Linked DNA regions of Sus scrofa: all the other regions are linked to region 2. Evidence: chromatin contacts called from public Hi-C and HiChIP or PLAC-seq data. All regions are on one chromosome and are shown on one strand. The core of a region is the stretch at or near the end of the contact, and the rest is flanking DNA. Distances in the headings are between cores, read along the strand shown.

Region 1 (3,513 bases), core at 332-2,831, 640 kb before region 2:
CTACCAGCAATGACAGCCCAGTAGCAAGAGTAGCCTGTAGCACAGATCTTGGTTTCTAGAGGCCACCCTCCTCTAAGAGGTGTCAGGGGTTCCTTGGAGAAGTGGCTGATTCCAGGGTTGGGGAAGAAAAAATCCAAGATGAATCTAGAATATCTTGTTGTACCATAAAGTAAGGGAGTGCTCAAATATTAAAGAGAACATGCCACAAGGACACAAGAGTTAGACTGAAGGGGCTCCCACTGGCCAAATCAGAGGAAATTTGAGCACTGATATGATTAATATGTATTATTATACTGATTAAATTAAGAATCTTTGAGTTCATAGTGATATAAACAAACACATGAGGAAGAAGGCAAAGTTCTTCCTTACAGTAGTAGAAAGACAACTAATAAATCTATTTAAAGAATGATAGAAAATCACTATAATCACCATTTGGGAACCATCCTAATAATGACTGAAGCAATAAGCCTCAGGGAAGGTTAAAACTAATAAGCGAAAGTTTTAGGAATAACAGAATATATGCATACTCTCAAAGTACCTCCCCATAAAATAATTATTAATTACAGGGGGGAAATAATAACTTTACAGTGGGGAAACGGCCACCTTAAGTTATCAAATAATAAAGTAAATCAACAACACCTGACTCTTAATATGAAGCATCAAGAATACGTTATATTTGCAGTATTTCTGTATAAACCCATAACCTGCGCCTAATCATTAGGAAACAACAACTCTAATGGAGAGATTTTACAATAACTAGACTATACTGCACGTCAAAGATGTTCAATGCATAAATGAAAAATAGAATTAACTCTTTTTAATTAACTCATTTGCACATTTCCAGAGCATTTTTAGCATAAGCTTTTATTTGAAAATTCAGGACATCGGAAGGTGCAGTGCAAGTTCAGTAGTTTCTGGAGCAGTTGGTCAAAGGAGGAATTGTTCCTGCAGATTACCAGCCATGGTTTGGGCAATCTGATTTCTATCCTGAAGGGTAGGGAGGAACAGTTATGGAAAGAGGGACAGGCAAGGGCCACCATGGAAAATTTTGTCCTTAAAGATCTTTTACATGGTTTTTAAAGGAAATTTTCAAGCCTTAACCTAATGAGAGTCAAATAGCTCTTCAACATTCTCTTTTTGGAATTCCCATTGTGGCTCAGCGGTTAACCTGACTAGTATTCCTGAAGACGCAGGTTCGATCCCTGGCCTCGTTCAGTGGGTAAGGATCTGGTATTGCCGTGAGCTGTGGTGTAGGTCACAGATAAGGCATGGATCCCGCCTTGCTATAGCTGTGGAGTAGGCCAGCAGCTACAGCTCCAATTCAATCCCTGCCGTGGGAACCTTCATGTCACCAGTATGGCCCTAAAAAGACACACACACAAATTTCTTTTTACTTAATGCCAATTTTTCTCCTGCTAAATTTCATCGATTCCACCACAGATGACAAGTGGCTGTAACATAAATTAATTTACTTCATGCAGAGAAAAAAAATTCTATGTATGTAAAGAAGGAAACATTCCATATGTTAGAGAATAATTTTCAAAAAATGAGAAAATCATGATCCTTATACACATATAAAATGAATATACATCAAAGATTTTATTTAATTCATTAACGAAGAAACAGAGTGTTAACACCAGTTCCAAGAACAATCCAAGGAACAGATCAGGAATATGAAATAAATGTGTAAGTGGAGGCAAAACTTTTTTCCAAGGTAGTGGCGAGGGTGTCATTCCAATGGATAGAATTAATTTGCATGTGTATAAACAAGAATTAGTTTCCATTGCTCTCAGTTATCTACAACCTATAAATGTGTACAATGAGTCCCATGGAATCAGAAGCAGATAACCTGAAAGGAGCGCAAAATTTCTTCCCCTACAACCAGTAACAGTTATTGTCTGTCTCCAGATAGAGGGAGGAGGCAGAGTCTTGGCTGGCAATGGGAATACACTGGTCATGAGGCTAACTTCCCATGCTTCAATGAGCATGTGGCTAAAGGAATGTTTCTTTCCATCCAGGGACTGTTTCAGGCAAATGAGTCTACTTTGGTTCACCACTTCATTGTGGGGGAGCCAACTCTGAAAGGGCTCGTATCTGGACAAGCTAATGAGCTACTCCCTGGCCACACAGCACTCCAAGGGCAGCCTAACTATAAAGCTGCACCTTCAAAACGGCACCGTGCAGTCCGAGTGTGTACTTGGCCCCTTTTGGCTAAGTGGGGAGGAAGTGGCTTCGCAGGCCTATGCTATTCTTAAAGGAATCTGAAACGCCATTCAGATCTCTGCCTCTTCATTGTTCTACATGCACGAGGCTGGGTTCTTTTGCTAGAAACAATTCTGCTAGAAACGATGCTTTCACGACTCTTAAAACATTATAGCTCAAGATATGGAGTCAGAACTGGGTCTGGGTTACGCCCAAGCAACTCCAAGCTTGTTTACTCCGGAAAAAAGGGGGGGGGAGGGGCAAAATTATGATTCCGAGCCGTCAGAGTTGTGAGATTTAAAGAGATAAGGGCTGTCAAAAATGCTGTGTAAATTGTGAAGAGTTACTAAAAAGAGCAAATTCGCTCCTCTTTTAGGATGCCAAGAGGCAACGAGCATCGCTGGAAAGATGAGACCTTGGCCCTTATCAAGCATCAACGGAGTTACCCTGGAGCACAGCTGCGAGGCTGCCCGAGTTCTACTCGCTGGCTCCTCCCCCGCCACACGGGCCCGGGCCGGGGTTAGAGGCGGCGGGTCTCCGGCGCTGGGCCTCTACTGCCCACGGCCCGCAGGGGGTGAGGTTCAGTGCCGGGGCGGGGCAGCCCCGGCTGCTCAGTTCCTGATTCTATAAGTGGTGCCCGAGGCTGGCGGCGCCACAGGCGCGGGCAACGCGGGCGACGCAAGATGGGCCGGCGAGGCGCTGAGAGTTGGCCCCGAGGCCCCGGGCAGCGGCGGCCGCTCCTCCCCACCGTCCTCCCGCTGGGGCTGCTGCTGTTGCTGCTGCCTCCTCTCGGTTCCAGCATTGGGGCCGGCCGGCCGCCTCACCTCGTCTTCGTGCTGGCGGACGACCTGGGCTGGAACGACGTGGGCTTCCACGGCTCGGAAATCCGCACGCCGCACCTGGACGCGCTGGCGGCCGGCGGAGTGCTGCTGGACAACTACTACACGCAGCCGCTGTGCACGCCATCGCGGAGCCAGCTGCTCACCGGCCGCTACCAGGTACGCAGCGCCCCCGGCGGCCCGCCGGCCCCGCGCCCGGCTCCGCCCCCGCCTCCGGCCGCGGCCCTCCTCCTTCGGCCGCCCCGCTCCGCTCCGATCCGGGCCTGCCCGGCCCGCGAGCTTCCTAGAAGTGGGGCCCGAGACCCAGGCGGCGACAGGCCAGTCGGGGTCGGTCCCCCGATATCAGTCCCAAAGAGGCGGCTTCTCGCCCACGCAGCGATGTCGCAGCTCCTCCCAGGCTCGCGGCGGCCTCTGCGCATGCCCGGTGTCCGGGCGCCCCCTCATCTCCAGGCGCCCCACCTCTCTGGGTGGT
Region 2 (3,843 bases), core at 1,178-3,677:
AAATTTCCTCTATGTCTTTACATGTCTTGATAGCTCATTTCTTTTTGGTGCTGAATAATATTTCATTGTCTGGATGTCTCACAGTTTTTTTGTACGTTCACCCGCTGAAGGACATCCCCTTGATTGCTTCCCAGTTTTGGTAATTATGAATAAGGGTGCTGTAAACATCTGAAGTTCCTGATGTGGTTCAGTGGCTTAAGAACCTGACTAGAATCCATGAGGAAATGTTCAGGTTCAATCCCTGGCCTCGCTCAGTGGGTTAAGAATCCAGTGTTGCCCCAAGTTTCAACAGACAGCTGGATCCAGCGTGGCTGTGGCATAGGCCTCAGCTGCAGCTCAGATTGGACCTCTGGCCTGGGAACTTCCATATGCTGCAGGTTTGGTCCTAAAAAGGGAAAAAAAAAAAAGAAAAGAGAAAAAGATGTTATAAACATCTGTGCAGGTTCTTGCATGAACATAAATTTTTAGCTCTTTTGGATAACTACCAAGGAGCACAGTGGTAGGAAATAGGTTTAATTTTTTTTTTTTTTTTTTTGTCTTTCTAGGGCCCCACCCGCAGCACATGGAGGTTCCCACGCTAGGGGGTCTAGTCAGAGCTATAGCTGCCAGCCTACACCACAGCCATAGCCATGCCAGATCCAAGCCGCTTCTGCGATCTACACCACAGCTCACGGCATTGGCCGAATCCTTATCCTAAGATCTAACCTGCATCCTCATGGATACTAGTTGGGTTCAATAACTGCTGAGCCACAACCGGAACTCCAGGAGTAGGTTTAATTTAATTTAATTAATTAATTAATTTATTTTGTCTTTTTGCTATTTCTTTGGGCCGCTCCGGCGGAATATGGAGGTTCCCAGGTTAGGGGTCGAATTGGAGCTGTAGCCGCCAGCCTAGGCCAGAGCCACAGCATCGCGGGATCCGAACTGTGTCTGCAACCTACACCACAGCTCACGGCAACGCCGGATCATTAACCCACTGAGCAAGGGCAGGGACCGAACCCGCAACCTCATGGTTCCTAGTCGGATTTGTTAACCACTGCGCCACGACGGGAACTCCAGGTTTAATTTTATAAGAAACTACCAAATTATATCTTCCAATGTGGCTGTACTGTTTTGCATTCCCACCAGCAATCAATGAGTGTTTCTGTTGTTCCACATCCCCACCAGCATTTAGTGTGGTCAGTGTTCTGGATTTTGGCCATTTTAGTAGATATGTAGTGATGATCTCCCTGTTATTCTTAGTGTGGCCATCAGAGGCTGTGAGGTTCACACTCTGAGCCACCTCCCTCCACCTCCTCCACACCTCTTCCGTTGGGAGCAGCTTGGCCCAAAGCGGGAAGCCCCATCTCGGCATCCCTGCTGGTGCTTTCTGGGCGTGTCATCCCCACCCCCACCCCCACCCCCGGCGCTGGTCCCACAGGTTGTGCTTCACTATTCCCCTGACAGTTTCTAGCTCTAGGGGCTCTAGGTTTCAAATCCTGCCTGAAGGGGAAGAGGTGGGGGAAAGGTTTGGGTAGGCTCTGAAATCCACCTGAAACGTCAGGCTGGGGGAAGTTACTCCTGGAAAGAAGGTTTCTCTTGTGCAACTGCGGGGCCGGGCAACTTTCTGCCTTGACACCCCAAAAGACGTTAGTAAGTGAAACTGCTAGGGGAAGAACAAATGAAGGAGGTACCTAGATGACAGGCTAGTCCTGGTGCTCGAGGCATCTGTATTTCATTTTATTCTACCTTCGGGAGCCAGACGCCAGGAGGGTGCACTCCTTTAGCTCCTTGCAACCAATGGCCCTGGGATTTTCGTTTGGAACTTTCACTGTAAAGATCACCTCTCTGCCGCGGCAGCGGTGGATCCTCAAACACGGGGTCCTAGAAATTTCCTTAATCTGCAGAGATCTGCGATTGAGGTTGCCTGGGGCGGATGTAAAAGTTAAGACAAAGCTTGCCGGAGGAAAAGGAGCAGAAACCGGCTTAAAAAGGAAAAGCAATCCTGATGTGTCTAAGAAAGTTGATCTGGTGTATTAAATAACATTTTAGGAGAAATCTGAAAGCTATTGGTTTACAACAGGAGTCTAGCAAAGAGATGTCTGGGGTTGGGGAACTTCCTTAGAGATCAAAAAGGATACAATGGGTATCTGTCTCCAAAAAAACTTTAAAAGCCTTGAGCTCAGTCTTTTGCAAGATCAGGGCCCGCCTGGCGCGAAGCCTGAGACTGAGCCTTCCGGCTACCTCGAAAACCAGGAGATGGGAAATCCACGCAGGCCCGGAGTGGCCGGCGGTGGGCTCCGGCCACTATGCACACTGAGCATGCGCAGGGGGTGGACCTCCTGGTCGGTTTAAGGAGCAGCGACGAGTCCGGAAGCGCCTGCGCGCGCCCCGCCGCACGACAACTAGTTTTGTTCCGCGTTCTGTGGTTGGGAGCCGGTCAGAGAGAGCCCCCGGCAGGACCAACCCGACACCCGGCAGCACGACAGCAATGTCCAGCAACAGCTTCGCTTACAATGAACAGTCCGGAGGAGGGGAGGCGACGGAGCTGGGTCAGGAGGCGACCTCAACCATTTCCCCCTCCGGTGCCTTCGGCCTCTTTAGCAGCGATATGAAGAAGTGAGGAGAAAGATTTGGGGTGCGGGGACTGGGCTGAGAAACTGGGGCCCTCGGCGGAGCGGGCACCGAGCTGGGGCCTCCGGGAGAGGGGTGGGGTCGCCCCGAGACGGCTCGGAGCCTAGCGGTAACGTTTCCCCGAAGTTGGACCAGTTGGGAGTGGTGGGAGTTGTGAGTTTGGGATGAGTGTGTGGAGGGGTCTTGAGTAGTTTCAAACTTAAGAGAAAAAAGAGCCATCCCCAGAGACTCGGAGTTGGTCTCGGCTGGGGCACAGGAATCTGAGTTTTCAAAAAAACACTTCAAGCTAATTTACTGTTTGCCTGATCACACTTGGGGAAATTAGCTTATTAAGGTGGAAGGATTGTTTGGGGAGTTGAAAGGGAGAGTTAAAGTGTGAGTTAGGTTTATGGGAAATTCTTCTGTGGCTCTAGAGTGTTGGAGTAAGGAGGTGTTTTAGGCACTTTATGAATGAACAAACTGGTTTATACAACCACTAAGGTTCTTGGACAATGTCTTTTGCACTGCAGACAAAAAAACCAAAAAAACCAAAACCAGCCCCTCCAAAACAAAACAGAAAACCACACAAACAAAAAAACCCCCACTCCCAAACACAGCAAGTATATGAGTATAGACTATTTAGTGTGTTACTCTGAACAAACCCTAAAATTTTATTAATAATGTGAATTTTAAAAACGAGCACTAAACAGTGTGTACCTGTTTTTTTTGGTAAAAGAATATTTTCAGTACCATTGATTTGAGGGGGGATTAAAGTTTCAGAATCCTGATAACTTTGTATTTTATTGTAATTATTTTTACTTGTTTCTTATTTTTAATCTCTCAGTAACAAACTCTATGGTCATATAGTAGGCTGTCCCTAGATTTATGCTAAAGTAAGGTAAAGTAGCTCTGCTGGTGGCTTTGCAGTGTCAGAAAGGTAAATAAAAATTTACTTAAAATTTATTTTAAAAGGTGTTCTTGAAAGTGCTAGTGGTTGAAATTGTGATTACGTTTGGACTGTATTGAGCTAATTGAAATCCTATATGGATCATGTGGAATAGAGTTTTGGGTTTTTTATTTCCTCCCTTATTTTCCAGTTAGAAAAGTTTAAAAGTAATAAAACTAATTTTTCATTCTGTGCATTTAGATGGTGGATTTTCCCAACATGGAGGTTGTTATTAGCAAAATGTTTCAACTGTTTAATTAATGTATATGTCTATATAGGTCTGTTTTGCATGTGATATGCTTACA
Region 3 (3,650 bases), core at 227-2,726, 880 kb before region 2:
AGGCCGCGGTGCTGCGTCTCAGGCGCTCCGGAGGTGAGGCGAGGGTTCCGCGGGGCCGGACAGGCAGGAAGGTGGTAGGGGCCCGCGGCTTCTACCTCTCCGCCGCTCACTCGGGCCGACCTCCCCGCCCCCCCGCCTCTTCTTGCCGACCGCCTGGAGCCGGCCTGATGGAGGGACGGGTCTCCTAAACTCTGCGCCTCAGAATCGCCACAATGTTGCTATTCGGCTGCTGACGTCGGCGGCTCCACGAGGGACGTAAACACGGGCACGTGCCGCACGCTGGTGACGCGGCGGCGGCGCGCACACCCCGCTCGCGCCCGTCGGCTCCGCCCCTCGGCGTCCCCGCCCCGGTCCGCTGGCGGCCGCGCGCCGGCTCTTTTCTTCCCGCTCAGCACCTCCCTTCGAGAGCTGGAGGCGGGGAACTGCAGGCATTGAGAGTTGCAGGTGTGCCCTTCGGGACAGGTGGTCTCCGAACCCAGTTAAAGAGGAACAAAGACGGAGGAACTGAGATTTTTTAAACTCCAGCCATTCAAAGGGACCCTCAAGTGTAAATTTTCCTCCATTCGCCCAGAGGGATAATTCCTACATTCAGAAATAACTCGGTAACGTTTTGTGAACTATGTGCTGAACTTTACTGGGATCTATCTAGACTATTGGATTGTCCCCTAACACCCTTCCGACATTTTAAGGAATGAAGGGAAGGTGTCTGAAAGACAACCCAGTAGAACTCCAAAACAAAATAAATGAAAATGCAGCCCTGTCCTAGCAGTATGAATGCTTACATCTCGGTTCATCTGTGGTTTATTGCTTCAGGTTTCATCATTGTGTACTGTTCTGTGAACCTCGTTTTGAGGTCACAGGTTTGAGCCCTGTTGAAATTGTATTCAGTTATCAGAGTTCCCAGAATGCACATACCAAAAAAAAAAAAGCAAATCTGAGGAATTCTGCTATTCATACTGAAATACATTCTTAAAATTGACTAGTGGATTTTATAATCCAGTTTATATTATTAGCATTCTCTTTCCTGCTAGTGTCCAATTCATATTGCAGTTATTCTCTGTTCACAGTAAAGTACAATGGGAATGATTAATTTTATTCATATTTCTAAAAGATATGTGAGAACAGATTAACCTTGTATTGTCATCCATGCTTACCTCAGTATTGTCCTGACGTCTGAAAAAAACCAGCAAAAAGTTTTTGCCCTGTCACTCAGCTGGACATTTTAGACCTATAGATCTGCTTTGACCAAAAAAGGAGTGTTGGGAAGGGCCACTTTGGGTAGGGCAGGATGAGCAAAAGGGACTAGGACAGGTTTTAAAAGCTTTTTACAGTTCTTTATGTGAACCATAAATTGTCAAAGCTCATAACTGAACTTGTGGCAACTCTCAAATGGAAATCAGACATATCCCTTATGAAAGGCAAGACAAAAGAAAAAAAAATCCATTGTAGGAGTTCTCATTGTGGTCAGCATTAAGGAACCTAACCTGACTAGTATCCATGATGACGTAGGTTCGATCCCTGGCCTTGCTCAATACGCTAAGGATCTGGCGTTGCTGCAAGTTGGGGCATAGGTTGCACCTGAGGCTCGGATCTGATGTTGCTGTGGATGCGACATAGGCTGGCAGCTGCAGCTCCAATCAACCCCTAGCCTGGGAACTTCCTATGCTACAGGTGTAGCCCTAAAAAGACACAAACAAATGAACAACCCAAAAACAACCACTGCAAATGAGTATAATCAGCTAAGCAAATAATAACACATTTTAGAAAAACTACTGCTAGTTTTTCTGATAGGGAGTTCCTTCGGTGGCACAGTGGGTTAATGATCCAGCTAGTCTCTGTGGAGGCACAGGTTTGATCCCGAGCCTGGCGTGGTGGGTTAAGGATCTGGTTTTGCTGCAGCTGTGGCTTGGATTTGATTCTTGGCCAAGAAACTTCCATGTGCCTGCCAGTGAGGCTGAAAAAAAAAAAAAAAAAAAAAACAAAAAAAAAACAAAAAAAAAACCCAAGTTTTTCTGATAGAAAGTGATGAGATGAGATAATCACTAGCTCTCATAATATATTACAGATAAGTATGAATACTGAGAATGAATGCCAAAAGAATATGTTTATGGGAAATATATTGTTTACATATGTATTAGAATTGCAATCTTCCCCCACAGAAATAAAATTGCATCTCTTCAAAATAATGCTAGAGAAAATGGGTTCCTAGTCATACAGGTGTTAAGTATTTTCCCCAATACTCTGGCAGCTGTGTTTTGTCAAAAGGTGGTGTCAATGTTTCTCATTTTCTCTATCTTATAATTGTTATCCTGGAAATAAAAAGAAGCAAACCAGAATTCCCATGGCATTTTAGGTAGTATTTTACAATTCTTTATTTAGGCTTGTATCTGATTGTTGAGCAAGGTCTGAGTGTATAAATCACTCCCTGGGAATAAGGAGAGTTATAGAAAGCTACATTTTGACCTTGTTCCAACTTCAGTGTTGTGATTCTTCCACTGGGACTTGCTGTAAACTTTACACCGTATCTTTTACTGCTACTGACATCTTGAATACTGTAGGGTGTGCTGGGATTTTTGACTCTATGCTCTGCAGTCAGGACCTGCTGTAGAGCCATTCTCCTTTCTGAGTCCTACTCAAAGGTGGCACCTTCCGTACCACCTGATTTGAGAGCTTGAGACGTTTTCCTAGGTGTGGAATGTGTTGCCGGCAAAGCGGAAGGAGGCTTAGCAGTCATTGCTTCTTTCACTGTAGTTGTGGCTGCATGATGCAGTTATCTGTCCTTTATTTTGAAGGGAATGTCCTGCTGGGATGTGCCGAAACTTTAGTGAGTAGGCAATTGCCTGAATTTTTGTAGAGTTTGTCTTCCTCCCTCTGGAGTGCATATGTCTTACCAGGGTCTCCAACACGCTAGCAATTACTCATCCTGCCAGATCAGCATGATGTCATCAATATGACATTCTGAGGTATGTCCAGTAGTCTTATGACACATGGTGGGAGAGTTAACATGGCCCTGGAGCAAAGTATTTCTGGTTTTCTTTCCTGACTGGGATAGAAAAGAACACACTGGCTAAATGAATGGCTGCATATTGAGTACCAGAGACCATATTATCTGCTCTAGCAAAGAAACTACATCCAGCTGGGCAGCTGTGACCAGGGCTGTTTCTTTGAGCTAGCAAACAAGGTCTGTAAGGACCAGAAAAGCAAATTAAATAGAGGTATTCTAGGGACAAACTTACCTACATCTTTAAGATGGCACTAATCTCTGCTATCCCTCTCCCAGGTTATAATGTTTGTTTTTGTTTTTTGAGGGACTTTGTTTTTGTTTTTGTTTTGTCTTTTTAGGGCCATATCCTCTGCATAAGATCAGTTTTGTAAATCTCTTAAAAATCTGAAATTAATTTTAGTTGAGTGTGTGCTTATGTGTTAAGAAGCAGTGCTTAACTGCTCTAGAAATTTTGCCCTAATGTCCTGATCTACAGCCTTCTCTGAGAGGTCATTTGCAATCTTTCAGGGGAATTAGATTGTGTGTGTGTGTGGCTGCACCTGCGGCGTATAGAAGTTCCCAGGCCAGGGGTCAAATTGGAGCTGTAGCCACCAGTCTATACCACAGCCTCGGCGATAGAATATCTGAACCATATCCTCATACTGCA

What was found. Hi-C and Micro-C count contacts between places; a contact is called where the count stands out from the background. HiChIP or PLAC-seq counts read pairs in DNA pulled down with a chosen protein or histone mark.
Region 1: a contact with region 2 is called in an H3K27ac HiChIP or PLAC-seq map of alveolar macrophages. The contact joins the promoter of ARSB here to the promoter of AP3B1 in region 2. A contact is called at or near these places in 1 of 5 promoter capture datasets (fetal skeletal muscle), 1 of 47 Hi-C or Micro-C datasets (fetal skeletal muscle) and 2 of 2 datasets of contacts at active chromatin or transcription factors (alveolar macrophages and skeletal muscle).
Region 3: a Hi-C map of liver shows a contact between it and region 2, with 5 times the contacts expected there. The contact joins the promoter of JMY here to the promoter of AP3B1 in region 2. A contact is called at or near these places in 2 of 5 promoter capture datasets (fetal liver and liver) and 2 of 47 Hi-C or Micro-C datasets (liver and retroperitoneal adipose tissue).

The regions. Positions count from the first base shown.
Region 1 is chr2:87,777,621-87,781,133 of Sscrofa11.1, reverse strand. ARSB (arylsulfatase B) reads left to right here and starts at 1,581. Exons shown (of 8, transcript XM_021084478.1): 1 at 1,581-3,200. The coding sequence starts at 2,886. LOC110259405 (a long non-coding RNA gene) reads right to left here. Exons shown (of 2, transcript XR_002341753.1): 1 at 3,027-3,513; 2 at 786-1,362.
Region 2 is chr2:87,141,247-87,145,089 of Sscrofa11.1, reverse strand. AP3B1 (adaptor related protein complex 3 beta 1 subunit) reads left to right here and starts at 2,427. Exons shown (of 27, transcript NM_001098585.1): 1 at 2,427-2,598. The coding sequence starts at 2,471.
Region 3 is chr2:88,019,398-88,023,047 of Sscrofa11.1, reverse strand. It overlaps JMY (junction-mediating and -regulatory protein), which reads right to left and starts at 1,476. Exons shown (of 10, transcript XM_021084484.1): 1 at 1-1,476.